4 separate regions of the Mus musculus genome follow, and all the other regions are linked to region 1. A link is a contact called in public HiChIP or PLAC-seq and promoter capture Hi-C data. All regions are on one chromosome and are shown on one strand. Each heading gives the region's core, a stretch centred on a gene start, on an enhancer-like site or on the middle of the called end of the contact. The rest is flanking DNA. Distances are from core to core; before and after follow the strand shown. Region 1 holds the start of Nolc1 (nucleolar and coiled-body phosphoprotein 1). Region 2 holds the start of Pdcd11 (programmed cell death 11). Region 3 holds the start of Slf2 (SMC5-SMC6 complex localization factor 2). Region 4 holds the start of Chuk (conserved helix-loop-helix ubiquitous kinase).

Region 1 (6,723 bases), core at 1,198-3,697:
GGAGAGATGGCTAAGTCGCTGAGAGAGCATGTTACTCTCCCAGAGGACCTGAGTTCATTACCAGCACCCAGAACAGGAGACGCAACAGTACCTGTTAACTCCACATACAGAGCTTCTGACATCTCTGGCCTCATAATTTCTAACTATTAACTTTTTTTTTTCTAATTAAATGACTTTTAAAGGCAGAAAGGCAGGGCTAGATAGGTGGCTCAGTGGTTAAGAGCACTGTCTGCTCCTTCAGAAGACCCAGGTTCAACTCCCAGTACTCACATGGCAGCTCTCACACAGACAGACATGCAGGCAAAACACAAATGTGCAGAATAAACTGTAAGCAAACAGAAAGGTGCGAGGTACGGTGGCACGCGCCTTTAACTCTAGCACATGGAAAGGAGAGGCAAGCAGATCGGAGTTTAAGCCAGCTTGGTCTACATAGTGAGTTCAAGGACAGCCAGAACATAGAGACCCTGCCTTAAGGAGGGAGGGAGGGTGCCGAGCAGTGGTGACACACACCTTTAATCCCAGCACTTGGAAGGCAGAGGCAGAGGCAGGCGGATTTCTGAGTTCAAGGCCAGACTGGTCTACTGAGTTCCAGGACAGCCAGGGCTACACAGAGAAACCCTGTCTCGAAAAACCAAAAAAATAAAGTAAAATAGGAGGGAGGGAAGAAGAGGAGAGTAATAATGAGCACTGGCTAGATGGTCCATCAATTCAGAGCACATGGAGTTGGGGGGGGGGGTTGGGGGATGTATTACCAGATCACATGTCAGGCTGTCCCGGCTGAAAGAACTCCCTTATTATGAGACTGACCTGATCTTTCCTTTTGTGGCAAAAATCACCTTTTTGTATTTTGCTACAAAGAAGTAACCTATCTCAAAAGATCTGGTGGCCTATAACCCAAGAGTCCCAGGATCTAAGGCCTACAGCCTTTCAAGGTGTTTCCACGAACACTACAGCTTTTCTTTCATTTTTTTTCCCCCTTATTTATGTGAGTTCATCTTTGCTGTCTTCAGACACACTAGAAGAATGGGCATCTGATCCCATTACAGATGGTTGTGAGCCACCATGTGGTTGGTTGCTGAGAATTGAACTCGGGACCTCTAAAAGAGCAGTCAGTGGTCGTAACTGCTGAGCCGTCTCTCCAGCCCGCTACAGCTTTTCTTAAGGTGCAGAGTAAACATTTTGCTCTTACATAACAGCTGTCACTCACCCCATGTTCCTGTGTGCCTACAATGGAGTTACTACTTTGTGCATTTTTCTCTCAGTGAGTCTCATTCACTCAAAAGCTGTAAATTGGGCTGAGCATGGTGATATACACCTTTAATCCCAGCACTTGGTAGACAGAGACTGAGCTGAGTTCAAGGCCAGTATGGTATACAAAGTGTGCTGCAGGGCAGTAAGGCACTTAGCATGAAGAGGCTGTGACAAGAGGTACAGAAGTTCATATCCATCCTCCACTACACAAGGACTACATGAACTTTGTCTCAAACAAAAGGCTGCTGGGATCATACATGCAGAAAGCCGCAGAGCCTGGCCTAACATCACTACCTGGAGCTCCAAGCTCAGTGCCAACTTAACACAGGCGGACGCTCACTACTCCTAGAGTATACTGAAAGCAACCTATCACCACACTCATTCATTTTTTTCTTTTTAAAAAAATAAGTAAATACAATATGAAGTCCTAGCTATCATTACTTCGCAATTTATCCCTGCACTCACTCATCTTCTTTTGTAAAAACAAACAAGTGTATAAATAGAATCCAAGCCTTCATTACTAAAATCTTTGAGTCTCAGGTAAAACTGCAATTAAGGGTAAGTCCAACAAAAAGTACAGAAGAACCACGCACCGCCAACCCAATGCTCCCGGAGGGATCTAGCGCCACATGTCCTGGGTCACGAGGGACCCATGCCTGTCACCGCTGCAAAAACTCACACCAAGTAAAAGCCGTAATACTCGGAGCTAGCTAGTCAGACATGGTGGAAGGAGACACCGAGACCTCCAGCCTGAGGAAGGTCCGCAGAGAAGCTGGGCAGACAACGGACTGACAGACCCCAGCCCTCGCCTCCTTAACTTCTAAAGCCGACAAGGCCTAGATTAGCTCGGAGAGTCGTCCCACCCCGGCCCGCAGACCAAACCAAGGACTCACAGCGCCGGTCGCTTTTGCAAATTTACTGGCCACCTCCGAGAGTTGGCTATCCCGCAGAAATCTGAGCACAAGGGGATAAAGGTCGCTGGGAACCACGCGGCGCAAGCCGGTATCCGCCATGCTCCGGGTAAAACGCGTCACTACCGTTGCGCACGCGGCACGACTTAAGAACACCAAAGCACAGCCCGGGTCGAGGGCGGGTCCAGTGTCGTCATCAAGTCGCGCGCGGCGCGCAGCGGAAAAGAGTGGCGCACACGAGGTCGCGTACCCTCCACCCGGGAGGAGAGACCCAGACTAAATCTAGAAGTTGCTTCCGGTCCCACACGCGTCATCATCCTGCAGGGGGCGGAGCCCACGAGCCGCCCACTAAGGAGGCGGAGCTTCTACGTCAGATGCCACGCTCCTGTCCGAGGCGGGAAAACTTGCAAATTCCCGCGCATTACCTTTGCTGAATGGGCTTCTTCCTACTGTAGATTTCCAAGCCCTGGCTGCTACTGAGACCTCACAGTACTGAATGGACTAACAATAATGGGTGCACTGGAGAACTCGAGGCTCTTTCAACCCTTCTAGAGGTGTCACCTACTGCTCAAACTCCCACGGACAATGGCTTCCTCCCTCCCTTCACACCCAGTGAAGTCCTTCAGGATACCACCCAGACCCAGACTCAAATCAGAGGATCCTAAAAGTTGTGGTGACAAGGTGTTGGTACCCCACATTGTCTGTCAGTCATAGCTAGGTTACAAGACAGTTATCCTTCCCATCTACAATTCGGAGAACAGGAACACGGGACCATCCCAGGGAAAAGATCAAGAAAAATCCTTTCTTCCTAAAGAAAGAAGTCACAGTGAATTCGGAAAACTTCAGTATCAGCTACTGTCCAGGTCAGGAAGCAATAAAGATGCACTTCCGGTGAATACCTTTCTTTTACTTTCCTCAAAACAGGCGCTCCTTCTAAAAGGACCCGTTATCCTATTTCCCAGAGGTGCTTCTATGCATACACAATCGTTTGTTTGTTTGTTTTGGCTTGTTTTTTTTTTTTCCAAGACAGAAAGGTTTCTCCGTATAGCCCTGGCTGTCCTGGAACTAACTTTGTAGACCAGGCTGGCCTCGAACTTAGAAATCCGTCTGCCTCCCGAGTGCTGGGATTAAAGGCTTGCGCCACCACGCCCGGCCTCAAAATCGTTTTTTTTAAAATACACACACCACCGGGCGGTGGTGGCGTACACCTTTAATCGCAGCACTCGGGAGGCAGAGGCAGGCGGATTTCTGAGTTCGAGGCCAGCCTGGTCTACAAAGTGACTTCCAGGACAGCCAGGGCTACACGGAGAAACCCTGTCTCGGAAAAAAAGAAAAAAAAAAAAAATTCACAAACCAAGATGGTGATCAAAACCAAACTGGTGAGCTTTAATGACACTTAATAGACACTAACCCCAGTTGAGAAAACTTTTATTCTCATAGGTATGGTGGCAAATGATTTTTTTGTTGTTGTTTTGTTTTGTTTTTCCGAGACAGGATTTCTCTGTAGCCCTGGCTGTCCTGGAGCTCACTTTGTAGACCAGGCTGGCCTTGAACTCAGAAATCCGCCTGCCTCTGCCACCCGAAAGCTGGGATTAAAGGCATGAGCCACCACACCCGGAGGCTAATGATTTTAAACCCAGAGTTGAGAGGCAAAAATTGCAGATGTCTGAGAGAGGGAGAAGATAAGAGGGAGAGGGGGGATAGAGAGAGATAAGGAGGTGGAAGGGGAGGAGTTTGACATAGTAACCAGGCCATGATGGCACACACTTTTAATCCATCCCAGCACTTGGGAAGCAGAAGCAGGTGACCTCACGAGTGAGATCCAGGACAGCCAGGGCTATACAGAAAAACCCTGGCTGGAAAAACAAAAAAAAGCAAAACCAACAAACAACTGTACCTCCTTCACCCCACAAGAGTCTGTATCCTAAAATTATCTTCATGCACAGGCCTAGCAGCTCTCACTGAAGAGAGTAGGCAGGAGAACCGGGATTCCAGTCCAGCCTGCACAGCTCTACAGAATTTAGAAAGGGCCGGTGTAAATGCTAGCCGTGCAAGCATAAACACCCGAGTTCAGATCCTTGACACGGCTGTACAAGCAGGGCACAGTGGCTTGCATCCGTAGTCCTAGGGCTGGCAGGGTACTGATGACCCTGGAGCTCACTGGCTAGATTTCTCCGTTCAAAAATAAAGGGAGGGGGCTTGGAAACATGGCCAGTCTGGCCTAGACTGCAAATTCTACAACAGCTAAACATTTGAGCCTGTTTCAAATAAACTCGTCAGATGAGGTGTAGTGGCACACACCTTTAATCCCAGCATCCAGAAGGCAAAGGCAGGAGGATCTTTTGAGTTTTGAGGCCAGCCAGGGATTCTTGCCTCAAACAAAAAACACAAAAGTGGGGAACGAGATACTGGACACAAATCTCTGGCATCCAGACATGGTTCTTACCGCCACACACAATGCACAAACGGGTATGTACACGTACAATTATCCTTCCCCCAGAAAGGGTGGCTGCGTTAGTTCAACAATACAGCTCTTGCTTCCCCATGTCTGAGCCTCTAAACTCAAACCCCACCCAGTGCTTCAATAACAAAAAAGGGGGGGTGGGGTGTTAGTGCCTAAAACCTTTGTCTAACACGAAGGACCTGAGGGACTGATTCTCCAGAGCCTCCACAACAAACTGCCAGGTGTGGCAGGCGGAGAATGGCTTCCTAGGGACACAATGGCCAAGCCAGTTTAGTGAGCTTCAGGGCTGTGAAGATGTGAAGAGGTCAGGACTCGTGAGGTGGGTCTAAGAAACCGTCCTGCCTCTGTACACACATATGCTGCCTCCCACACACATACAGAACAGGCTGGGGATGGGGCTGGAGAGTGCTTGTCTAACATACACTAAGTTCTGGGTTCAATGCCCAGCATCATATAAACCAGATGTGGTAACGTGGGTGCTTGGAATCCTAGCACTTGGGTGGTGGAGAGGTAGAAGCTCAAGGTCACCTTTAGCTACACAGAATGAGGATACAGGAGTCTTGTCAAAATATAAACTTCACATGCCTTTCAAGTTCGAGACGTTTTTTCCTGCCTTATTTTACATGTGACAGATGTGAGAGGCCAAGTCAATGTGACCTTACACCTATAGAAGAGGGCCTAGGAACTGAGTGACGGCTTACTGTGTTCAGAGAAATACCAGATAGACATTAGCACACAGAAAGGACACGCTGGAAGTTCCCTCTAGTTCATGTTTATTAGAGTTCCCCCCCCCACCACCTTACATAGAAATTCAAGTTAATTTGTTCAACACCTGTTATTAAAAACCAAATACCACTTAAAAATCCCAATTTAACACATTTTTATTGAACTTTTTTCTCCATTTCCTTATAAAACAGTCATTTTCCACACTAGCAGCTCTCCCCTAGAGTTGGGGAGGGGGTTGGAAGAGGCTGGACACCTCCAGAGAAAATGGGTAGGGGAGGAATGCCCAGGGTTACCTCCTGAGGTTCTTCTGGGCCTGTTTCAACAATGTATCAAAGTCAAGTGAATCGAATTTGCTCTTTACAGGAGCAGGATCAAAGTCTTCCCGATTGGAGTCTACAGAAGCAGAAAGGGACAAAAATTAAGGTCTCTTACCACACTTCTCAAATGGGAGCCATGGCCATCCAAGAAGCAGAGGGAGGCAAACTGCCCTGCTTGTGAAGAACGTGGGAGGCCCCTCCCACTCACCCACTCTGGGGTTCTCTGTATGTCAAACCCAGAGCAAGCTTTCCTCTCAAATGCTGTCAAGAAGCCCGTCTCCAACACTCACCAAGGTCAGAGTAACTCCTCTTGCAGAACTGCCTTCGGCCCCCAAAGCAGAGATCAAAGGGCTGCTCGTCTGCCTGCCGCAACTTGTGGCCACTCTCAATGGCTGCAAATGCCTCTTCAGCATAACGGTAAGTGACGAAACCATAGTTGTCACTAGAGGAGAGGGTGAGCCATTTGGGCACAGAGGTGTTTCTTCTCATTTCCCCAATGGCCAACCTTCTGATTATAAAAATGAAGGGGACCAGGCAGTGGTGGCCCACACCTTTAGTCCCAGCACTTGGGAGGCAAAGGCAAGTGGATTTCTGAGTTCAAGGCCAGCCTGGTCTACAGAGTGAGTTCCAGGACAGCAGGAGCTACACAGAGAAACCCTGTCTCAGGAAAAAAAAAAAAAAAAACCACAAAACCAAAGGGACCCAGCCCAGCCCAGCAGAAGACAGGGAAAACAGAGAAGCATCAAGGCATAAAAATTTAACAGGAAAAAAAAACAAAAAAAACCCAACTTTAAGACTTACCCTTGGACACGAAAATGAATGGTACACTCCTCAATTTCTCCAAAAACAGAGAACCTCTGTTTCAGCTCCGACCGAGTCATTCGGCCAGGTATTTTCCCAATGAAGACCACCCTTCTCTCTTCCTGTATTGGATAAAGGAACAGTGACTGTGGCTATGAGCCGGAGCTACGGCTGTCGATGACTGAGCTCGGCACACAGCAAGCCCCTCCCTCCCCCCATGACCTGCTGCCCCACTCACTATTGCACGCTCCTT
Region 2 (6,887 bases), core at 3,997-6,496, 1.0 Mb before region 1:
TAACAGCAGCAGCCTCCTAAGTGATCCAGGCTCATGCCATTTAGATTACTTGCTTTGCTGTCTATGTCACCCACTCCCGTGAGCCTTCCATACAGCATCTAAAGCTGCGTACAACCCGGCTTCCACACAGCTTCCTCCTTCCTTGCTCTCCTCTTGCTCTTCCTAAGCTAGCAACGCTGCCTTCTCTGCCACAGCCTGGCGTGCTTCATCTCCCTCCCGTCTGTATTGGGAGCTGCTCATCCCGCAGATCTCAGCTGCAACAGTCCTTCCTTATGGAGGTGTTCTAGGTTCCCTGTATTGTTTAAAATGCCTGTATTGTTTAAATATATATATATACCCCTTGGGCCAGCACAATGGTTCAGCAGGTAAAGATGCTTGCTGAACCAGGCCTGAGGATCTGTGTTGGCCCCAGGAGTCCACATGGTAAAGAGATCTGAGTTTCACAAGGTGTCCACATGTCCACACGAGCTCCGCATGGATGCTATGGCATGTGCACGCCCACACATGGGAAAGACTGAAAAAGCAATGTCCTCAGGCACACGTATTTTCCGTTCTTAGCATCTGGCAAAGTGTCGAGTCTACATCCATTTGGGTCTACTCTAACCCCAGTGCTAGCTGCATCCCGACAGCCCTCACCTCCAGAGGTTCTTCTTGTGCCACCTGCTCATTCAGCTTCTGAGTGTAGGCGTCACAGACTTCGGTCACTTGCACAAACCCTTGGAGGCCGTTGGGAAGGCTGACCACCAGCTCCAGCTCACTCACCTCCTTCACACAGCCCAAAATCCGCATCCCCTCACATAGGGACTAGGAAGGAGAACATACACAGCAAGGTAGAGAGAGGGCTCTGGCTTCCTGGTCCCAACACGGATGGTAAAGGGATTTTATAAAGGAAAGGAACCCTTATGCACATGTACCTATCCCATCTCCCTCCCATCCAGGCATTTAAGCCACCTAGCAGATGCCATCAAAGATCTTGATGAGAAACAGCATGAGAGGCTGGGCTGCTTGAGAAGGTCTAGCCCACTGTATCCTAGCAACCCTCATTTAAACACCTGGACCACACAGCTCCCTGAGATCGCAACCAAGTGGCAAATGGGCTTTCTGTTGTCAGTACTTTGATCTCACGTTTGTACATGAAATCTCCAGTTTTCTAATGTGCCACCAAGTCAAACAAATTATTAAAAATATCATATTAGAAGAGAAAATACTTCTGCAGGCAAATCAATCTTTATTGTCAGAATAATTTGGCTATTTTCCCATTTTAAAATGGACATATGCTGGGGTTAGGGGCGATAACAAATATAAAAATTTAAGAATCATAAAAACCACACCAGTTATCTGAGATCATTTCATATCTACAAAATGAATGAGTAGAAGCCAGGTATGGTGGGCATACCTTTAATACCAGTACTCAAGAGGCAGAAACAGGAAGATCTTTTAGTTCAAGGCCAGTCTGGTCTACACAGTGAATTCCAGACTAGCCAAGGGCTACATACTAAGTAAGACCCTATCTCCAAAAACAATCAAAAAATAAATAAATGAGTAGGATTAGAATTACTGCTAAAGTTACTGTCAGTCCTAATTTCTACTAAAACACAAGCAAAACCACACACATCTTCAAGCATTCCCATGATCCGCTTTGTTTACTGCGACAGTCTTATGTATCTCAGACTAGGCTGGCACTCATGGGAGACCTTAAGCTTCTGACCCTGCTAAGGCCAGCTCCTAAGTGGACTGCGGGCACGCACTACCACTTCCGGTTTATGTGAAGCTGAGGCTCAAACTTGGGCAGACAGAGGGTTGGAGTAGGGGGGGGAAAGAGCCAGGATGGCTACACACAGCAGCACACGCCTGTAACCCCTATACTTTGAAAGTGGAGGGCCTTCACTACATAGAGAGCCTAGGATCTTACCTCAAAAAAACCCAAACAGAAAAAAAGACACCAGGCATTGGCATTGGTAAGCAATCAAAGGAAACAAAGCTCATTTCTCAGTATTTGCACGAATCTCCACAGACATACACAAAAACCATGTAATTGTGTGTGTGTATACTGGCAAAGCAGGAAGAAAAGAGGGAAGAACACACACAAACTTAAGGAATATGTTAAGAGAAAGCAAATGTTAACGAACCTCAAGACTAAGAATTTCAAACTTCTCTTTTATAGATTTGATGGATTTTCTCTTTTCAATTTTCAATTTTTTTGTTTTTGCTGGCCCTTTCTGGCTCTTTTTCCTTTTAATGGGACCTTCTTCTGTGGAAACCTAAAGGGAGAAAAAGAGTCATAAAGATGCAAAAGCATGAGAAGCCGAAACCTTAGCCATTCCCACACATATAGGGTCCTTATCTTTTCCTGTTATCCTAAACTCTCCCAAGCCACTCCCCGTTCTTTTCATGTCTGCTGCACTCCCAAGCCTAGCATCCAGGCACCAATGTTCCCTCTGCCCATGATCTGAGGAGCCTCCTTCATCTTCCCAACGCCTCTTATGTCTTATGTCCTTGTTTGTTGAGCAGGGTGGACACCAGGGTTCCCCAGTTGGGAAGCCATAGGTGTACATAGGTACACAGACGCTCATGTCAAATGCCAAAGCTTTTCCACAACAAGCCTGGTGGTTTTAACTAAATCTGTTACTTCCCTGAACCTTAGTTCCTCCGCATCAAGTCGTGACTTCTACTCTAAAATACACATGGAGAGATTCTGTAAAACTAAGGCCACCCACTCAGGTGGCAGTTTCTGTCTCTCTAGCACCTAGAAAGCAATCTGATCTGAGAATGTATTTCAACGCAGACTCTTTACTAGGACTGCAGCAACAGAGCTCAGGAATAAAGTACTTGCCCAACTTCAATCCCCAGCACCAACAACAAAGCAAAATTCACTATCCAGTACCCTTTTTTCCCATCCTTTTCAAGTGGCACAGACTCCCTAAGGACAAATTACAATAGCACTTCAACGTCAAATACTTAACGCCGTGCGCGTCAAAAGAAGCCTGAGGTGGTAGAGCCTCTTTAACAAGTTCAATTTCTAGAAGTGAAGTCAAAGAGAAACAAACTGGAAAATAACTGGTGCCAATGAGGCTCAGTCTTCCCAAAGATGCCAAACAGCACACCACTTACATCAAATAAGTTGTCTTGTTCAACCACCTGCTGGGAAGACTTCTCTGATTTGTGGAGTTTCCGTGTCCCCCCTCGGGGGAAGCTTTCCTCCAGGTTTGCCATGTTGGGGTCTTCTGCAGCTGATGGGAAGACAATGGTGAGCTCTAGCACTGATGGCTGGCTTCATAGAGCACATGATCAGCAGGCAAGAGAACCTTCTAGCAATGAACAAGATCCAAGAGTATGATTAAATAGTCCATATGCTGCTGTGTGGTGGTACACACCTTTAATCCCAGCACTACGGTGACAGGCCAAAAGGTCTGAGTTCGAGGCCAGCCTGGTCTATAGAGTAAGTTCCAAGACAGCTAGGGATGCATTAGAGAGAAACCCTGTCTCGAAACACCAAAAAAAAAAAAAAAAAAAAAAAAGGCATGTCAGGCTCCCATTTTTTTCATCTTTCCAATATTGTCTACCTCAAAACCACAAACTATACACTGTGCACGATCTTCCAGGAAATGCATTCTATGTAGCAAATGTTCATTTAGTGTTAATCATTGTAATTATGTGAGGTGTGTGTATATATATATAATTCCATACCGCCAAACATACATTATTTAGAAAACAAAATGTAGGTAAATTAAGGTAAGCCGGGCAGTGGTGGCGCACGCCTTTAATCCCAGCACTTGGGAGGCAGAGGCAGGCGGATTTTGAGTTCAAGGCCAGCCTGGTCTACAGAGTGAGTTCCAGGACAGCCAGGGCTATACAGAGAAACCCTGTCTCAGGGGGGAAAAAAGTAATTTAAGATACAAGTCAGATTATAATGCATAAACAAAAGAGAAGTGGCAGGATTCTGTAAAGATGAACACTTCATAAGAATGATGCTTTTGAGCTGTACATTAAATAAATAAAGAACCGGGTCTGGTGGTCCATGCCTTTAACTCCAGCACTTGGGAGGCAGAGGAAGGCCTATCTCTGTGAGTTTCAGACAAGACAGGACTCCATAATGAGACCCTGTCTCAAAAATAACTATAATAATAGTAAATAGAAATATGATGGTAGACAATGCTAAAAACAACAACAACAACAACAACAACAGAGAAACAAGAAAAAGTTTGCCAGGCGTGATGACACATGCCTTTAATCCCAGCACTTTGGGAGGCAGAGGCAGGCGGATTTCTGAGTTCGAGGCCAGCCTGGTCTACAAAGTGAGTTCCAGGACAGCCAGAGCTATACAGAGAAACTATGTCTCAAAAAAAAAAAAAAAAAAAGAAAGAAAGAAAGAAAGAAAAAGTTTATTTCTCAAAATACACCAACCAGTTGCCTGTCAAACAACTCTTCAAAGGCTTTCTAAAAAGCTGAATTATTCAATTAAGCTACAGGGAAAATAAAGCATGGTAACAACTTATATTTTAGAAAATAATTTGGCTCTTTGGTGAAAGATACTTAAAAAATTAATAGTTTGCGTTTACTTGGTACTTCAGAGCCATGGGGAACGTGACAAAATAATGGAGAATATTCCTCAGTCTACAGATTGGACAGAAGTGAAAGCCAGTGTAAGGATTTAAACGATGCACATCAGGGAAACCATGAGAACCAAGACGAGGTATAAATGAAGACGCAGGGCAGCCTGGTTGGTTCTGGGATACCTAGGAAGAAAACTTTAGTAGCCGAGTGAGACTGTGAAAGGGACGACGAACGAAAAATGTAAGGTTTGTTCTGTTATGGGTGCATGCTTCGTAGAAACAGTATAGCTCACAAGGTCTACTTCGCTGGGACTCTATAGTTCCCATTATAGACCCGATGAGACCGAGGCACCAAACAGTCTGGCGATCACGTAGAGAAGGCACTTAAGGTACCTGCAGAGGACAGCATGGCTTGCATGAACTGCTAGCTCCGAGGGGATTGAGGGAATAAGACCTCCCATCCCAAGCCAACTGTGCTTAGCACGAAACCCGGAGACCCAGGCCAGGAAGCCGAGGTGACAGGCATGAAGTCTCCTCCCTCCACGCCGAAGCTCCCGTGTCATCAGCCCCAAGGCTCCCACCGCCGCATACCTCACGGAGCGTCTCAACGCAATCGCACGCGCAGAACAGGGAGCCGACAGCTCCACGCGACTCGTCCACGAGCGTAGGTAAGACCAGGGCTACTTCCGTTCTGACGTCGGGTCTGACGCCGGCTGAAACGGGAAGTAGAAGGGCGGGACTTGGCGTTTATAGCCAATCCACGCCGAGGGCCGAGTCGTCGCGGCCTGTCGGTCGCGTGCGGGGAGGGGGCGTCTTCCGGTCGGGCCGAGCTCGTCGCTAGGTTTGTTGAAGGACATCGGCCGCCGAGTTTGGGGTTCGGACGAAGGTGGGTGAGAAAGCGCTCTTGGCTGCTCGGTCCGGTGATTGAGCTTTGTAGGGCCGACTAGAGTCTGGCCGTTTTTCCAGCCCCGGAACAGCGCGAGGTTTTCTTTTTGCGGGGAGACGCTGGGGAATGGGAAAGGCGCTGGAGAAAATGAGGGTCAGGGCCCCATGGCGGATCTAGGAAGCCTCAGCACCGCGAGTGACGAGCGCCCCAGGGCTCGCACGGTTAGCGGAGAGCCTTATGCCCCACTTCCCAGTGTGGATTGGGAGTGAGGCCGGTCGAGAGGGGAGCTCCCCAAGGTCATCCATCCAGTGGATGTTGAGAGAGGACTCTGGATTTTGACCCCATCTCTGGCAGAGTTCGTGTGTCTTGGCCTCTATGGCCATAGCGATTTGTTTCCTCCGAGCTGCGATCGGGAAACCAGGTCTCCTTTACCTGCGCCGTGGCCTTTGTCAAAACCAGAGTAAACGTGGAATGGCCCTGCGGTTCTCCAGGCCTGGGCTCTAAAAACGGATTAGATTTTGTATCCCAGCGGTTCTGAACCTGTGGATCATGATCGCTTTGACAAGCCTCTATCTCCAAAAATATTTATTTACATTACGAGACTCCTAGCCGTAGCAAAATTACAGCTGTGAAGGAGCAACGGAATAATTTTATTGGGGGAGGGGGAAGAGAGGTTTCACCACAACAGAAGGAAGGTCGCAGCATTAGGAAGGTTGAGAGTCACTGCCGTGTTTGATCAGTGCAAGGGTTTCCACAGAGGCTGTTTGCTGCTTGTGGTCCTTTGACTTTCATCTTCCTTATACCTGGTGATGGCACTACTCCAGATAGGTGCCCATAAGACGGGAATAGCTGTATCCAGGAGCCTGTTACAAAGCAAGGGCAGCTGCTCACCCCAAGACTTTAATGAAATGCCCATTTCACATGGAAAGGCTGGTGGTATTTAATAGTAGTTATTGGATTATTTAGAAACAGAAGCAAAACCTGTCAGCTTAGACTTTGTAGCAGGCTGCTGTTCAACAGTAGTACATTTTTTTAAAAAATACTAACTCACAGGCTCACAATTATTAGTCTTTGGTGATTTTTTTCCACTACCAAATGGCTCTAAGCTTGCACATGACTGCAAGGACAGGACATTTTAGTTTTATTTGTTCCTATTGCCAGGTGTGAATGGCTTGTCCCTCTAGTCCCAACACTGTTGGGCAGATCTCTGTAATTTCAAGGCCAGCCTAATCTATGTAGTGAGTACAGGCATCTGGGGCTACAGACTGAGATAAATAAAATAAAATAAAAATTCCATACAGGGCATTGTTAACAATATTAACTGTTAAAAAAGGTCATTGTCCTAAAACAATATGCAGTTTGTTGGAAGGTGCTTTAAGCCTTAATATCACCTTTGCTTGCCATGTGGTGGTGCCACACACATTTACTCCCAGAACGCAAGGCCAGCT
Region 3 (7,222 bases), core at 1,463-3,962, 1.1 Mb after region 1:
AACATGAGCAGAACAGCAGATGGGAAAGAGAACAATTGGGTTGATCTGAAAAGGAACATGCAAGGCAAAGGTAGAGAGGATCAGCCGTGACTCTTACACTGATCTCTTATGTTTTATAAGATCCTAAACTAACAGCAAAAGCTAGGATGAGCCACAACTTGTGTTTCAAACTTTCTTCTTAAAGATCTAAGATTCCTTAAGATTAGCCAGGAGCAGTAGCACACACCTTTTAATTCCAGTACTCAGGAGACAAGGCAGATGTATCTATGTAAATGTGAGACCAGTCTGGTCTATGGAGTGAATTCTAGGCCTGGTAAGGGCTACACAATGAGACCTTTTCTTGAAAAGCAAATCAAACAAAACAAAATAAAACAGAACAAAAAAGCAAAGATTCAAGGGGCGAAGAGATGGCTCAGTGGTTAAGAACATGTGTTGCTCTTGCAAAGAAGCCAGGGCTCCCCACACCCAGATGGCTATTCACAAATGACTAACTCCAGTTCCAGGGGTATGTGATGCCATCTTCTGGTCTCCTAGCACCAGGCACACACATGGTGCAAATATACATGCAGCCAAAACCACTCATTCACATAAAAAATAAGTAAAATACTTAAAACAAAACAAAACTTAAGATACTTTTACAAAAGCATCATACTACCTAAGTAAAATAAAAAGGAAATTGGACAGTTAACAAGTAAAAAAAAAAATCAAACAGCTTTAATAATATGTACGGGTTACTACACACTAACATGGGCATACAATTATTTCCTGAACCTATACTCTGATCTGTTCATGCATGTTTGAAAGAGAGCCAACAAGCAGTATCCCTGAACATTCCTCCACTGAGCCAGTACTCAAGACGGCAGCCTGAGCAATCCAAACCCAAGGCTGATCTCCTTCTCTAGTGTACATTTTACTGGTAGCATTAGAAGAGCAGTGACCATCTTTCCTGGTTTACCTAGACTCCACCAGTATGTTGAGAGAACCTAAATGATGAGTGACAGGTTATGGGAGAATACATGCATTTGTTTACAGAAAGTCAATTACATTAGGTAAATTAACTCTACCACTGAGTAAAGGAAGAAATACTAGTGAAGACACATGATGTGCCTATTTCTGGCAGTGGAGAGGTGCAAAAGAACCCAGAAGCAGCAAATTAAAACCAAGATATACTTATATTTTTACTAAAAATTAACATCATACCCTTCCCCTAAAGTATTAAATCTAATACTACTCTCCAATACACCTGAATGGAAAAATGACTTTTGGTAAACCATGAAACTATAAACGAACTCTGTAGAGGTAAAATAATTGTTTCCTAAGTTCAAGCACACAGAAATATCCATTACTTATGTATAACTGGTTAAAAAAAATTATGACAGTTTTACAAGCCTTTAATCTGAAAGTGCTGGAACCAAACGTGTTAGAATTCTCAATTTATTGGATTTTGGAGGGGAAATAACTTGAATGTATTATGTGCAGCCCCCAGCAGGATCTGGCGCTGCAACCTGTAGCCAAAATATTACTATTTCTCCAGCAAAGCTTATCAACACTCACACTCAGTACCACCCACAAACCTTATATTAGCTCTGATCAACCTGGCTTGGCTGCCAAGGCGGCTGTGGTAGGAAGCAATGAAAATAGTTGTTTTTCACAGCCTTCTGTCCTTCAGAATTAAGATAAAGGATTGTGAATCTGTGCTACAATATTAAAGCATAAACTTAAAACGTCTGTTACCAATTCTTAAAAAAAAAAAAAAAAAGACAGTACCAAGTTCGTAGATAATTTGAATGTTTTATTGTCAGAGGATGTCATATGATGAAATTCTCCATCATTACATAGCTCCCAGAAAATCCTTACCATATAAAAAAAGAAAGGAAGAAAAAGGAAATAGAAAAAGAAAGGTCTGTTGGTGAGGGAGAAAGTCACTCAAAGAGAAAACAGGCGCATTCCAAAAATGTTTTTAGTATGAATGGTCGTGTACACTGTACTATTAAGTAATTCGTGGGTTTTCCTTATCACATCTTACATAATTAAACTCAAGAAACCACCAGGATCAGAACGATCTAAATAGAGGCTTCGAGAAGGGAGGGCCCCAGGGCAAGCGCTCGAAAAGGAGAAAAACAACCTTCTACCTAAAGCGGGCTCTCCGCAGCCATCTAGGCTGGTGGTCACTAGACCAAAAGCAACACCTCAACTACAGAAAAGGAGACTTCAACTCCCAGAAGCCCCCGCGCGGAGGCGGGGCGAGGGCTTGCAGGCCCCAGAACATCAAGGCCTGAGCTCGCTGAGGATGGCGGGAACTGAAGAGCAGCCGTCCGTAGTCCTCCCCTATACCCGTGCCCCCGCGACCCGGCCCCTTCTCAAGCCCTCTGCACTGTACCTGTCCCCAGGACTCTCTGTTCTTTTTCCCGCTGCAGCAGGGGCGGTACTACCGGGTCTCAGATGGCAGCGCGGGGGCGACGACCCCGGGGCTGGGGATGAGGGGAAACCTGGCCTAGCGGGCATGCAGCGCCTTGTCATGTCGGCGCCGCTGGCGACGGCGGCATGAGCTGTGGCTGGAGAAGCTGGGTGCGTGGTTGCCGTCTTGCTGCTGGGACTCGGGGAGGCTGTCGGTGCAGAGGTGGGCGGCACCCCCTACTCTCTTCATGGCGGTTCTCTCTTCGGAAGTGACTCCGGTGTGAGCGGGAAGGAACCTGAGGACCATCAGGGGGCGGGCCTTTCTTGAGGTGCCGCGTCGCGATTGGCTGACCTGAGGGTCACTCTGGTGGTAGCGCAATAGAAAGCCTCCGCCTGCCGGGAGAGGGCGGGTTTTTTGGAAGGGGGAGGGGAGATTGAAAACTGCCCTCCCCGGGCCCGTCACGTGCGCCTGGGGCGCGCGCCTCCTCGTCGGGGCCGCGGCGGCCTTGGCCGGTGCGTGGGAGTGGGAAAGAAGAGGCAGTGGCGGGTGTTACGACAGCTGGCGACAGCCGCCTGATCGAGGGCTAGGGGTGAGATTTGCAGAAGTAAAACCGAGCCTGCAGCTGTCTGTAGTGAAGATGGCCAACATTTGTGACGATTGTGCTACAGCTGCCCTAATATTTCATAGTCACTTTGGCATCTTAGGCCAAAATGCTGTCACCATTTCCTTTCTGTTCCTTCTCTTATAATGTGATTTGACCGTTCTGTGAGGGATCTTCTATACTGTGATATAGTTGTTCCGTTTTTTTGTTTTGTTTTGTTTTGTTTTGTAAGGGAGGGGGCGGGGGAGCACTCAGTCATTGAATTAGACATTTTTATTCTGTCAAAGCGTTTTGTCTCTAATGGGTTTCCCCATGAAGTCGCAGCACATAGACTTCTTTTCCTTATCAGTAAAGGACTTGTGCTTTGAAGAGGCTGTTAGGTTGGATTTCTTTAAGTTTTTATTTATGTATATGGTGCTCAATTTGCATGTATGCCTGAATGACAATAGAGCATGAGGTTGTGAGCCACCTTAGGGTTGGTGGAATTGAACTCAGGACCTCTGGAAGTAGCAACTAGTACTCTTAACCACTGAGCTATCTCTCCAGCTGGGTTTTTTTGCAGACCGAGGAACTGGTCAGAGTAATTTAAAACTTCACTTCCCATGTGTATAGAATGGGTATAGTTACTCACTTCTCTGGGTAATTTCCCTTGTCCCCCCCACTTCCCCCCCCCCCCCCCACACACACAGGGTTTCTCTGTATAGCCCTGGCTGTCCTGGAACTGACTGTAGACCAGGCTGGCCTTGAACTCAGAAAAATGGCCGGTCTCTGCCTCCCAAATGCTGGGATTAAAGGCGTGGGCCACCACTGCCCATCTTCTCTGGGTAATTTTAAGTAATAAAACCCAGCAATGTAAACAGGTTTAGATTCTCTCGTGTAATTGGTACAAATACAAGATTCTCTTTCCTTTGGGCTTCAGATTTCCTGCAGTACCCGGCCAGTTTTTTTTTTTTTTTTAGGGAAGGCTTGTAATCCTATTGTAATCCTAGTACTTGGGAGACGGAGGTGGAGGGTCAAGAGAGAAGGCCGCGGCTGTGCTGATAGTTCATGGTATAAAGGAACTTGCTTTCATGACCCAGGACCACATGGCAGAAGGAGAGAACTGATTCAGTGCGGTGAGCTATCCTATGACGTCTGTCAGCGTATACACACACGAAATGAATGCAATAAAAGATATCTTTTTAAAGAGAGAAAGAAATAGACATTGAGTCCAGCCTTGACTATGTAGCAAGATCCTGTCTCAAAGGAACTAAAAAAAAAAAAAAAGAAAAGAAAACAAATCCTATCAATCTCAAAAATGTCCAGGCTCTAACTGAGAGGAATGTTCCCTCACTTGGCTGGAGCAAATTCCTAAATGACACACACAAAAAAATTGAACAGGTCTTCCAAATTTATTGTACTGAGATTGAATTGCTTCTGTTGCTAAGCACACTAGACTGACCTGAAATTCACCCCTTTTCTCTTTCCTGGTATCCCTCAAGAGGAAGAATTAACGAGAATAAAGTGACCAATAGGCTGGCAGGTAGGAGGTAAAGAGGAACCACGGGTCTCTCCAGAACTCGCAGCTGTATACCAGGTAGTAACAATGTGAGAGAAGAAACACTCAAACCCAGGGCAGCTTGCAACTGAGAATTCACTACACTGCTTTTAGTCCTTACATTTGAAAAGAACACAGTAAGTGACAAAACTATGTTGAATATGTTTATGCCTTTTAGTGCAGATTATTTCCTGGCCCTTCGATGACTTTGTGCTGGCTATTTCTACACTAGGAACTCCCAAACAGTCCTAGCCACAAAACTTTTAATCTGATTTGTTCCATTCCACACTCAGCGCATAAAAAGAATAAAGAAAGCATAAGAACATGGTCTGCATGATCAATTAGTCACTCTTCTTGAATTATAGTATCTGAGTCTCCCGCCTCTCAAGTGTCACTTTTAGGTCTCTGCTCCTGCTGCCAAACAATAGTTTTCACATTTTCTTAATCTGATCAGCAGATTACAGAGTTAAGTGAGGCAAGAAATCCCTTGATCAATAAACGGAGATGGAGTCATAATGAAAGCACGATTTAAAAAAAAAAAAATCTCTTCTTAACTGGGAGGTAGTTGCCCAAATCCTCAATATCCATCAAGGCTTCTCTTTGTTTGAGCTGCACGGGGAGAACATATAGATTTGAGTTGCCGGCTGAGCTGCACTGAACATAGAGATGGCTGGAGCCTCAGACTCCCCTTTCCTTCAAAGAGAGTTGAACCCCTGCTTTGTGTTTAGACTCAGGTTTTCACTTTAAGTGTGTACGTATACACTACGCACAAACACTTATACTCTAACCTATAGTCAGTATCTCTTTGAGGCACTGGGGCTGGAATTCTGGGTCTCATGCATGCATGTGAGGCAAGCACATGCTCCTAAGCTATTCCTGGCTTCGTGGGAGCTTGTCAGTTTTGGCTTTCTTCCTCCTTTACTTCTTATCGGACTGGAAATAGGTGGCCAGGAAACCGTAAAAGCTGCCAGAAGAGCTCCTGTGCACTCTCATGGGGTGAGAAGACAGGAGAGAAAAGCCGAGGTACTGCTAGGGGACATGATGATAAACAGTGTCCTGGAGTCTAGGTGAGAGAGCGAAAGCAAATCCCCAGGCAGCGCTGGAAGAAGAAGCTGGGGAAAGGAAGACTTGTCTGTAAAAGGCTGCTTTGGTGAGATTTCTGAGCAACGGAAAGGAAGCCAAGTCCTGGGACCTGGAGTGGCTTTTTAAAAATTACTTACTTTATATGTGTGGGTATTCTGTCTGTGCGTTCACTTGCAAGGCTGGTGCTTATAGAGGCAAGAAGGCAGCACTGGATCCCCTAGAACTGGAGTTAGCGACAGTTGTGAGCTACCTTGTGGGTTCTGGGAATTGAACTCTGAAAGAGCAGCTAGTACTCTGAACCAAATCGCTAGCCCCGCCCACCCAGGGGCTTCTTCTGTACAGAAAGTATTTTGAGCTACAATTCAGCCCACTGTACCTGCATTACAGGAAGCCAGCAGGCTCTGATATTGATGAGAGGGAATGAACGGGAGAGATACCAAGGGCAACACTGTTGCGTGAACAATGGAACAACTCCTTAGGACAGGCAGGCTCAGGGTGGGAGTCCTGAGAGGATGCCTGAGACCTCCAACAGGGCAAGATCTCTCATAGTACCTCAGACTCAGGCATTAAGAGACTAGAGACTATTGGGACATAACAAAGACTTGCTAAAAAGCTGAAAACCTGGGACACAACTTCTGGCTTTTACAAGAAAGGCATGTTTTTGTGTTGAGATTGCTATACTTCGAAATTAACTCCAAGACTCTCAGAGGGTACTCAAGGGCAGGCCAAGAGACAAAGGCCCATGTGCTGGGGAATGGATGGGGGTAGGAATGTGTGGAGGGTGGTCTGAGAGGTGGGATAAGGAACAGACTCACAGAAACAGGAAATAATTAACTTGAAAGCCTGACAGAGAAAAAACAGACCACAGAAGGGAAGGTGAGCTCACCATGGCTCAAGTCTCAGTCAAAAAGAGAGAGAGAAAGAAAGAAAGAGGGAGAGAGAGAGAGAGAGAGAGAGAGAGAGAGAGAGAGAGAGAGAGAAAGAAAGAAAGAAAGAAAGAAAGAGAGAGAGAAAGAAAGGAAGAAAGAGAGAGAGAAAGGAAGAAAGAGAGAAAGACAGAAAGGAAGGAAGGAAGAAAGGGAAAAACCACCTTTGTAAACAGATGTTGAACTCAGCAGGGCTGAGCAAACGTGTTGGAAAAGCACCAGTTTAGCTTCAGGGGCTACCTGGGAGATGCCAAATTTAATATAATGCCAAGCAATGCAAACTTCCTAGGAACTGAGTAGCAAAACCGCAAAACCTGAAGCCAAGGACCCCTACGTCATCTTACTCCACCGTGGAATGTTTCAAAACCCAGATATTAGAAGCAGGCTTGTAATTTTCGACATAGCTAACAGTTTCTGCCATTGTTAAATTCACTAGATAGATCATCTCCTCAATCCTTCCGCCTCTACCTCTTAAGAACCAGGATTGTGAGTCATCACAGCTATTCTGGCTTTAACATGTAACTACACAGCACACGTATGCACACACGCACACACTTTCTATGGGCTTTTTCCCCTTTGTAATATATATACCTATGTTTGTGTGTATGCATATAGGAAGGAGGAGTAGAGTTCAGATTTCTACAGTGCTAGTCTATTTGTCCATCTAAAAACGTAAA
Region 4 (6,968 bases), core at 1,339-3,838, 2.0 Mb after region 1:
CCAAATCTTGTAAATAATAGAAAAGGGAACACTTTTCTAAGGCTGACAGATGTCTTATGTTGCTTATGGCCACTGAAATGAGATTGTGTGTGCGGTAGAGATCAGAGTTCTATCCCCGGCTCCTTTCGGTCAGGGGAAGGGCACCAAGCCCCGCCTTTGCTACTGCTTTCCTACAGCATCTTCCTCACATGAAAGAGTCCATTCTGTCTTTTAGATAGTTAACTCTGCTGTGCTAGGACATACTCTGAGATCCAGGAGTATAGCTTGTGAGTGCCCCAGTGTGCTGCCCTTGGTACAGAGTTTAGAGTCTAATTTCAAAAGGAAGTGGCAGATTAAGGGCATGAGTTGAGTTTAATTTGAATGTGTTGTGTTAGATGTTTAAAATACCGGAGTTACCCAGTACACGTGTCCAGAATGCCATTAGACGCTTCTTCTAAGACTCATGCAGAACAGGATTGGGGCTAGGGCTTTGAGTGCATTTTCAATGTTTCATGTGTGTAAGACACCTGAGTTATCTCACAGCTGTGTCCAGAGTGCAGGTAGATAATTCTCAAACTCATGCAGATCTAGGTTGGTGATTGGGCTTCGGGAACAGCCAGGGTATGGACCAGAGTGAACTTACAAAATAAAAAGGGCAAATGCTATAACCTAGAGCTTTTCCACCTGGCCTCTTTGTTCCCCAAAGTAGGGCCTCTGAGACTTCTTAATATTTCATGAATAAATTCTGAGGCCAAAAGCTTTGGCTGGTTCCCCAGCTGGCTCATAACTTAATCACCAGTTTATCCTAAGGCCTGCCAAGTGGCTGGCTCCCTCTCCTTCAGCTTCAGGGCCAATCTTTCCCCCCTGACTATTTCCCAGAATTCTTTCATTCATACCTCCCCTGCTCCCCCTGACCCCAGCACCCTTTTCCCTCTCTGCTGGATGTCCCACCTCCTAGTCCTGCCTCAGCTCATTGGCCATAGGGTTTTTATTGACAGGTGACTCTGCCATACACTGCACAAGAGATTCTATGCAAACACAGTCAGTTCCACCTTAAATATGACTATGATTTAAGGAGCAGCACAGGGAGAAACAGCAGTGTGAGCACAGGAGGACGCTGCAAGCTGGAAGCCAGAAGACAGGAATTGGTCATTGTTCCTGTATAGACCACGAACAGTTTCACTTTGTTCTCATAAAAATCTCCTGACCTCCATTTTGTTTCTGAACAACAAAAAAACTAAAACAGTCTTGGAAACCTGAAGATTGTGGAGCCTGACAGGAACCATTTTACAGTTAAAAAAATTAAAAGGCCAGGTCTTTAATCTTAGCATTCTGCAGGCAGACCAGTGAGTTTTAAGGCCAGCCTGGTCTACATAATGAGTTCCAAGTCAAACAGGGCTATAGCAATAAACCTTGAGTTGCATTTTAATTATAGAATATTTAAAAAGCAAACTCACTGTAGAAACCAGTTTGAGTAATTTAGACAGAATTATCTTGGCTGGAGTTTTCAGCATCCCTCGAGTACAAATTATGAAACTGCATCCCACCTGTCACTCCTGGCTCTACCATACACAGCAAATGAGGTTTCATCCTGTTACATGACCGTCTCCTCTGCTCTAAAGATGCTCTCTCAGAGCCTCATTTCTATTACCTTCAAGTTTAATATTCCAATTCCATGAAAGATATGAAAATAATAGAAACCAGTTTATCGAATACCACTCACTATTAGTGACCCACAACATCGAATTGCATGCTGACGTTGAGAATTTGATTTTATGCTGACTCTTACACTTTTGAGTTATTAGCATCGCTAGCTTCAGCCCGGTACAAGCTTGTAATCCCAGTCTTGGAAAGACGGAGAAATACGTTCTAGTCCAGGCTGGACTGTATTGAGATCCTGTCTCAGAACAGGACACCTAGAGTCCATGAAGTGGATAACCCACTCAAATGGCTAGGTGGGTTGGCTTTCCCTGTGCAGCCCACCACTCAGAAGTATGCCTCTCTGGACCGAGAGCTCCTCCAGGCTTGTCTTTATAGCCCTGTGGTGCACCTCAGAAACAATTCCAACTCAAGTCGGAGAGAACAAGGCTGATAAACAGTAAGGTCGGTAGGGAGACTCACGAAGTCGCGAAGAAGAGTTTTCACTCTGGAATAAGTCACATCCTTGGTTGGTTTGGGATTATGGAGAGATTCTGATTTACAAGGCTAATGAATCAACAGGGCGGTTAGCGCAGTTTTCTTTAATACTTATGGTGGCCTTAACCGGTGCCGACCGGCGAGTGTGGTAGGATTCGAGGGGCAGAGGGCAGGGCTCTCAAAAAGATGAAATGTGAATGAGGTAGGGACAATGTGGATTTTAGAGTTTGGAGAGAGATCTATTTTAAATAAAAACACGTTGTATGAAACCTTCAAAGAACTAATTAAAAAATATCTATACAAACAAAAATAAAATAAATAGGAACCGCACGCACGATGGTCCTCGCAGGTTGGAAGTTGCCCAGGGCAAGCCGCTGGTGCCCAGTTTCCGGCAGCACCAATCCCAGGGTGATTCCAGGAGCTCGGGGCGGGACTCTGCATGCGGAAGCTAGCGGAAGTGACGCAGTCTCGCGAGACGGAGGACTCCGCAAGCCTCGGCGGCCCGGAACCGGCCTTAGACCGGCGGCGTTGCCTGAGGCGGCTGGCGCTCCCGCCCCATGGAGCGGCCCCCGGGGCTGCGGCCGGGCGCGGGCGGCCCCTGGGAGATGCGGGAACGGCTTGGCACCGGCGGTTTCGGGAACGTCAGTCTGTACCAGCACCGGGTGAGGCGGGGGGCGGGAGCCGTGGCGCGGGCTCTGTCTGGGCGTCCCTGGGACCCGAGCTGTCAGTCAAGGTGGGAGGAGTGGTGGTCGCGACCCTGGACGGGGCTGGGGGCTGGGGCAGTGAGCGAGGGCGAGCGATGGAGCATCCTGCGCTTGTGAGCCTGGGTGGCCGCGGTCCAGGTGTGTCGGAGGTCCCCGGGCAGTGAGTGACAGGCAGCTGTTGCAGCTGTGTGTGGTGATGAGGAGTCTGTACAAAGTCGAGTGCCGATGCGTGTTGTGTGTTTTGTGTATGTGTGTTGTGTGTGTCTCCGTGTGCCTGCTCACACTCCCTCGGGAGCGAGCGGTGTGATCCACTGGAGACTGGACTAGACGAGAAACCTTACGGGTGTGTCCAGAGTTGACCCTTGGGAAACATTGACAGACTTTGGAATTGGAGCGTTTCAGGTAAAAACCAGGGTGAGGGTAAGATGATGAAATCGATCCTTGCTTCGGAGGAAAGAAAATAGAGGGGTTTGTTCTGCAGAAGACAGCTAAGATCAGGCTCAGGAAATTTGTTTTGATTTATCGAAGAACATGTAACCGTTACAACAGCAGTTATTCCTGTCCTTAAAAGGTTTTCAAACTAACAGTCACTTTTCTTACTTTAACGTGTTGTTGTTAATGTTCGGGGTGGAACACAGGACCTTGCACATGCTAGGCAAATGGTCTACCGTTGGGTTACAGCCTCAGCCCTAGTTAATCATGTTTGAGTTGTGGGTCTTTTGAAAAGTCAGTAAAACGCATCTTTTCTCCGGAAAAAAAAATCATATCAATACAAGCCAGTGCATTATTAGTGAGGGTTTTGCTTTCCTGAAGGGTGTAAGGAATAGATCTTGAACACCAATCATTGTAGTATAGGATTTGTTGACTGTAAAATATTTAGAAGAATATACATACATTCTGGGCCTGCTTGAGAGTTGAGTCAGATGGTAACAGAGACGTTAGGAAGTACAAGATAGGTACTGTAATTCCGCTGATAGCTCTCCACTGTCAAGTTATGGCAACCCTCATTACTTGGACTTTTATAAAAGGAGCAGTAAGATAAAAATGGTGTTCTGGAACATCATATATGAGGAATACGTTTTAATTAGAAAAACAGTAAGCCAATTACAGGACATGAAATGATTTAGTTGATTGCTATATCAGGCGCTGATGGTACCCAAATCAACAAGAATAATATGTTCTACTCTGAAGGAGCTTTCCGTTTCAGAGAGGGGGTGGGCATGGTGGCATCCTCTTGTAATCCTAGTATCAAGGGTTCTGAGGCAGGAGGATTTGGAGTTTGAGACCTGACTGGGTGGCTTTCATATCGTGCTCAAGGCCGGTGTCAGTTACATAAGAAGGCCCTGTCTCAGAAATAAACATTAAGTACAGTTTGATACCCTAGGCACTGAAAGATGTCTTAGGGTTTTATTGCTGTGAAGAGATACCATGACCAAGGCAGCTTTTATAAAGCAAAACGTTTAGTTGGGGCTGGTTTCAGAGGTTTAGTCAGTTCTCACTTGGTGGGACATGGTGGCACGCAGGCAGACGAGGCACTGAAGAAGTAGCTGTGAATTCTATATCCTTGACCCAAAGACAGCAGGGAGAGGCTGTGTCTCACCGTGGGTGTACCTTGCGCTTAGGAGACCTTAAAGCTTGAGCCTACAGTGACACACTTCCTCCAACAGTACCTAGTGCTGCCACTCTCTATGGCCTACCATTGAATCACATGAGTCTATGGGGGTCATCACACCCAACTTAGTCTCATTTAAAAAACAACAACAGCAAAAGCCCATCTTTTTGTTGTTGTTTGGCAACTATAAAGTTCCCAAGAGAATATTCTTTTTGAAAAGATTGAGTTTCTCGGGGTAGGTGAGTGTTGTGGTAAATATTTAAAAAGACCCTCCACCTCTCCGAGTTCCATCCAGCTACTCTCTGCCCGCCAACTCTCCGGTGGGGCTGCAGCTCCTAAGTTCCCTTTGCTGCTATGCCAACCCAACACAGCAACAGTCCACTCCACTATCAGCCACCACAACATCCAGCAACCCAGTAGAAACAAAACTCTAGAAGTTTATAATTAACCAGTCAGGTTTATATATCAATAAATTCTCAATTCACAACATGCCAATACAATAATTTCAAAACCAGTTGATACTGATAAAAGCTGCCCACCTAGGCTAGACAGATTATCCCATAACTACCTGTGGCTATTTAAAACCACACGGGATCAGAATCTTCTTCCTGTCCCTCCACCTCCATTTTGGCTTTCCTCTCTTCCTGAGATACTCTCTGTTTCTGCAACTCTTAGCTCTGCCTCCCTTTACCCTGCCCAGTCACAGGCCCCTTGCTGCACTAATATTTTAATGTAATTGGACAGGGAAAATCCTGCCTCAGGTGAAATATAAACTAAGGAGTTGAAGGATCTCTTGTGATTAATGACCTATACCAAATAGATAATTTTCTGCCTCATTCATATCAGAATTTAGGGCTTATTGGCTTTGTTGTGATAACACTTTATATAGGATGTAACTATTATCAGATACCTGCCTGTTTATAACAAAAGTGAAAGGAGTGAGCCCAGTGCTAAAGCTAGCTTGTAGTCTCTCTTAGCCCCAGACTGACCTTTTAGCTTTCTTCCTCCTCCTGGTTCCTAGTTAGACTAGTCCATCCAAGTCTTGCGCTCCCTGCTTCCCCCTTCCTCTTTTGGCCTCTGGGTACTGTTCTCACTAATCACATAGCTTTTACCACACCTTTGGCTTGTATTAGAGATATCACATTTGTACAACTCTTTGGAGTTTTTAACATAGTATAGCCTTTTTTGGTTCTGACTGCATTATTGGTGTTGCCAGGATATATCTGGCTGTTTCCTCTGATGTGCATAACTTTCATTTATAATCAGTGACATTACTAATCTCAGGCAAGAGGTCTTCGGTTTGCATTATAGATGTGTGAACTGATGTACCATTCTTCGGATGATTTTCCGTGCCATTTGAAATGTAAAGGTTGGGATCTAGTTTTGGAGGGTTTTGTTTGGTTTTGTTATACAGTAGATCTGGTCATATAAAAAGTATTTCTTTTATTTTATTTAATAGGGAGCCCTGAATTATCTTCTTCATTTTGTTTGTACTGAAGTTTCGGGCCCTTGTTTGTTGTTTTGACTAAGCTTGAGAAAGGATTTGTTAGGGAAATGGGATCTTGGTCTATTTCTCATAGTATGTTGGAGACAATATTCTAAAGTATTAAGTAGTATATCTAATCTTCTGAAGAAATCTATTGTAGGATCTGCCCAGTCAGTTTTTGCTTGTGTTCTATGGGGTATATGACAGTCAGTTTCAAATCATTGGTATAAAAGTATTATGGTTAATGTAATTAACGTTGGCTAAAGAGAGCTGTGGACAGTATGTTTAATTAATTAAGCTAAAAAGAATGTTGTTTCCCTGGGTTGACATTTTTTTTTTTATTGTAAGTAACCCTATAGAAGAATGTAATTTATTTATATTTTCTATTTTGACAGGAACTTGATCTCAAAATAGCAATTAAGTCTTGTCGTTTAGAGCTAAGTTCCAAAAACAGAGAGCGATGGTGCCATGAAATCCAGATCATGAAAAAGTAAGTGCATGCTAGGACTTAGGTTCTTCAGTTCTACGGCCCAGACAGTTGTCAGAAGCAGGGAACGAGGTCGGGGGCCTCTTTTCTCAAGACCTTTTTGGGAATGTGATTTTGTCATTAAATATGTGTGTTCTATTTTAGACCGTCAGTCACATTTATGGCTAAGGAAGTTATAGTTTACATTAGCTAGACCACACTCTCAACATGACTCTTTAAATGTTTCTTTTGAATATTGGGCAACTTTGTGACTAGTATATAAAAATTTCTTTTTGTGGTTAACTTTTATTAAATAACTCATCCATTGTTTTATAGATAGTGATCCCAAAATTTCATAGCTCAAAACTCTGAATATTTAGTATCTGTAGTTTGTGACTGAGTTAACTGTGGTTCTAGCTCAGGGCCTCTCCTGAGACATCGCCATGGCTTGGCCAAGGCTATAGTATTAACTTCCAGGCTCACTCATGTGGCTGCTGGCCAGAAGCAACAGTTCTTCAGTAAGGATGCCTCTCTGTAGGGAAATGCACACAGTTTAATAGCATGGCAACGAGCTTCCCCAGAACA

The links. Promoter capture Hi-C pulls out the DNA fragments that hold promoters and counts their contacts. HiChIP or PLAC-seq counts read pairs in DNA pulled down with a chosen protein or histone mark.
Region 2: a contact with region 1 is called in a promoter capture Hi-C map of liver, with 2.6 times the contacts expected there. The contact joins the promoter of Pdcd11 here to the promoter of Nolc1 in region 1. A contact is called at or near these places in 3 of 39 promoter capture datasets (liver and neutrophils), 1 of 484 Hi-C or Micro-C datasets (embryonic stem cells), 2 of 115 datasets of contacts at active chromatin or transcription factors (double positive thymocytes and thymic regulatory T cells) and 2 of 9 other capture datasets (adipose tissue and liver).
Region 3: an H3K27ac HiChIP or PLAC-seq map of extraembryonic endoderm stem cells shows a contact between it and region 1, with 4 times the contacts expected there. The contact joins the promoter of Slf2 here to the promoter of Nolc1 in region 1. A contact is called at or near these places in 1 of 39 promoter capture datasets (liver) and 1 of 115 datasets of contacts at active chromatin or transcription factors (extraembryonic endoderm stem cells).
Region 4: a promoter capture Hi-C map of liver shows a contact between it and region 1, with 2.8 times the contacts expected there. The contact joins the promoter of Chuk here to the promoter of Nolc1 in region 1. A contact is called at or near these places in 3 of 39 promoter capture datasets (the 3T3-L1 cell line, liver and pre-B cells).

Annotation. Positions count from the first base shown.
Region 1 is chr19:46,071,571-46,078,293 of GRCm38.p6, reverse strand. Nolc1 (nucleolar and coiled-body phosphoprotein 1) reads right to left here and starts at 2,447. Exons shown (of 13, transcript NM_001039353.2): 1 at 2,145-2,447. The coding sequence starts at 2,264. Pprc1 (peroxisome proliferative activated receptor, gamma, coactivator-related 1) reads right to left here. Exons shown (of 14, transcript NM_001081214.1): 11 at 6,709-6,723; 12 at 6,471-6,592; 13 at 5,960-6,111; 14 at 5,385-5,745. The coding sequence ends at 5,642. RefSeq lists cis regulatory regions at 2,490-2,496, 2,519-2,525 and an enhancer at 2,467-2,538.
Region 2 is chr19:47,089,125-47,096,011 of GRCm38.p6, reverse strand. It overlaps Pdcd11 (programmed cell death 11), which reads right to left and starts at 5,246. Exons shown (of 36, transcript NM_011053.2): 1 at 5,145-5,246; 2 at 3,112-3,230; 3 at 2,130-2,261; 4 at 637-804. The coding sequence starts at 3,213. Atp5md (ATP synthase membrane subunit DAPIT) reads left to right here and starts at 5,365. Exons shown (of 4, transcript NM_023211.5): 1 at 5,365-5,439.
Region 3 is chr19:44,926,609-44,933,830 of GRCm38.p6, reverse strand. It overlaps Slf2 (SMC5-SMC6 complex localization factor 2), which reads right to left and starts at 2,712. Exons shown (of 20, transcript NM_001081225.2): 1 at 2,381-2,712. The coding sequence starts at 2,520.
Region 4 is chr19:44,103,097-44,110,064 of GRCm38.p6, reverse strand. It overlaps Chuk (conserved helix-loop-helix ubiquitous kinase), which reads left to right and starts at 2,588. Exons shown (of 21, transcript NM_007700.2): 1 at 2,588-2,777; 2 at 6,313-6,407. The coding sequence starts at 2,673. It overlaps Cwf19l1 (CWF19-like 1, cell cycle control (S. pombe)), which reads left to right. Exons shown (of 14, transcript NM_001081077.1): 14 at 1-1,428.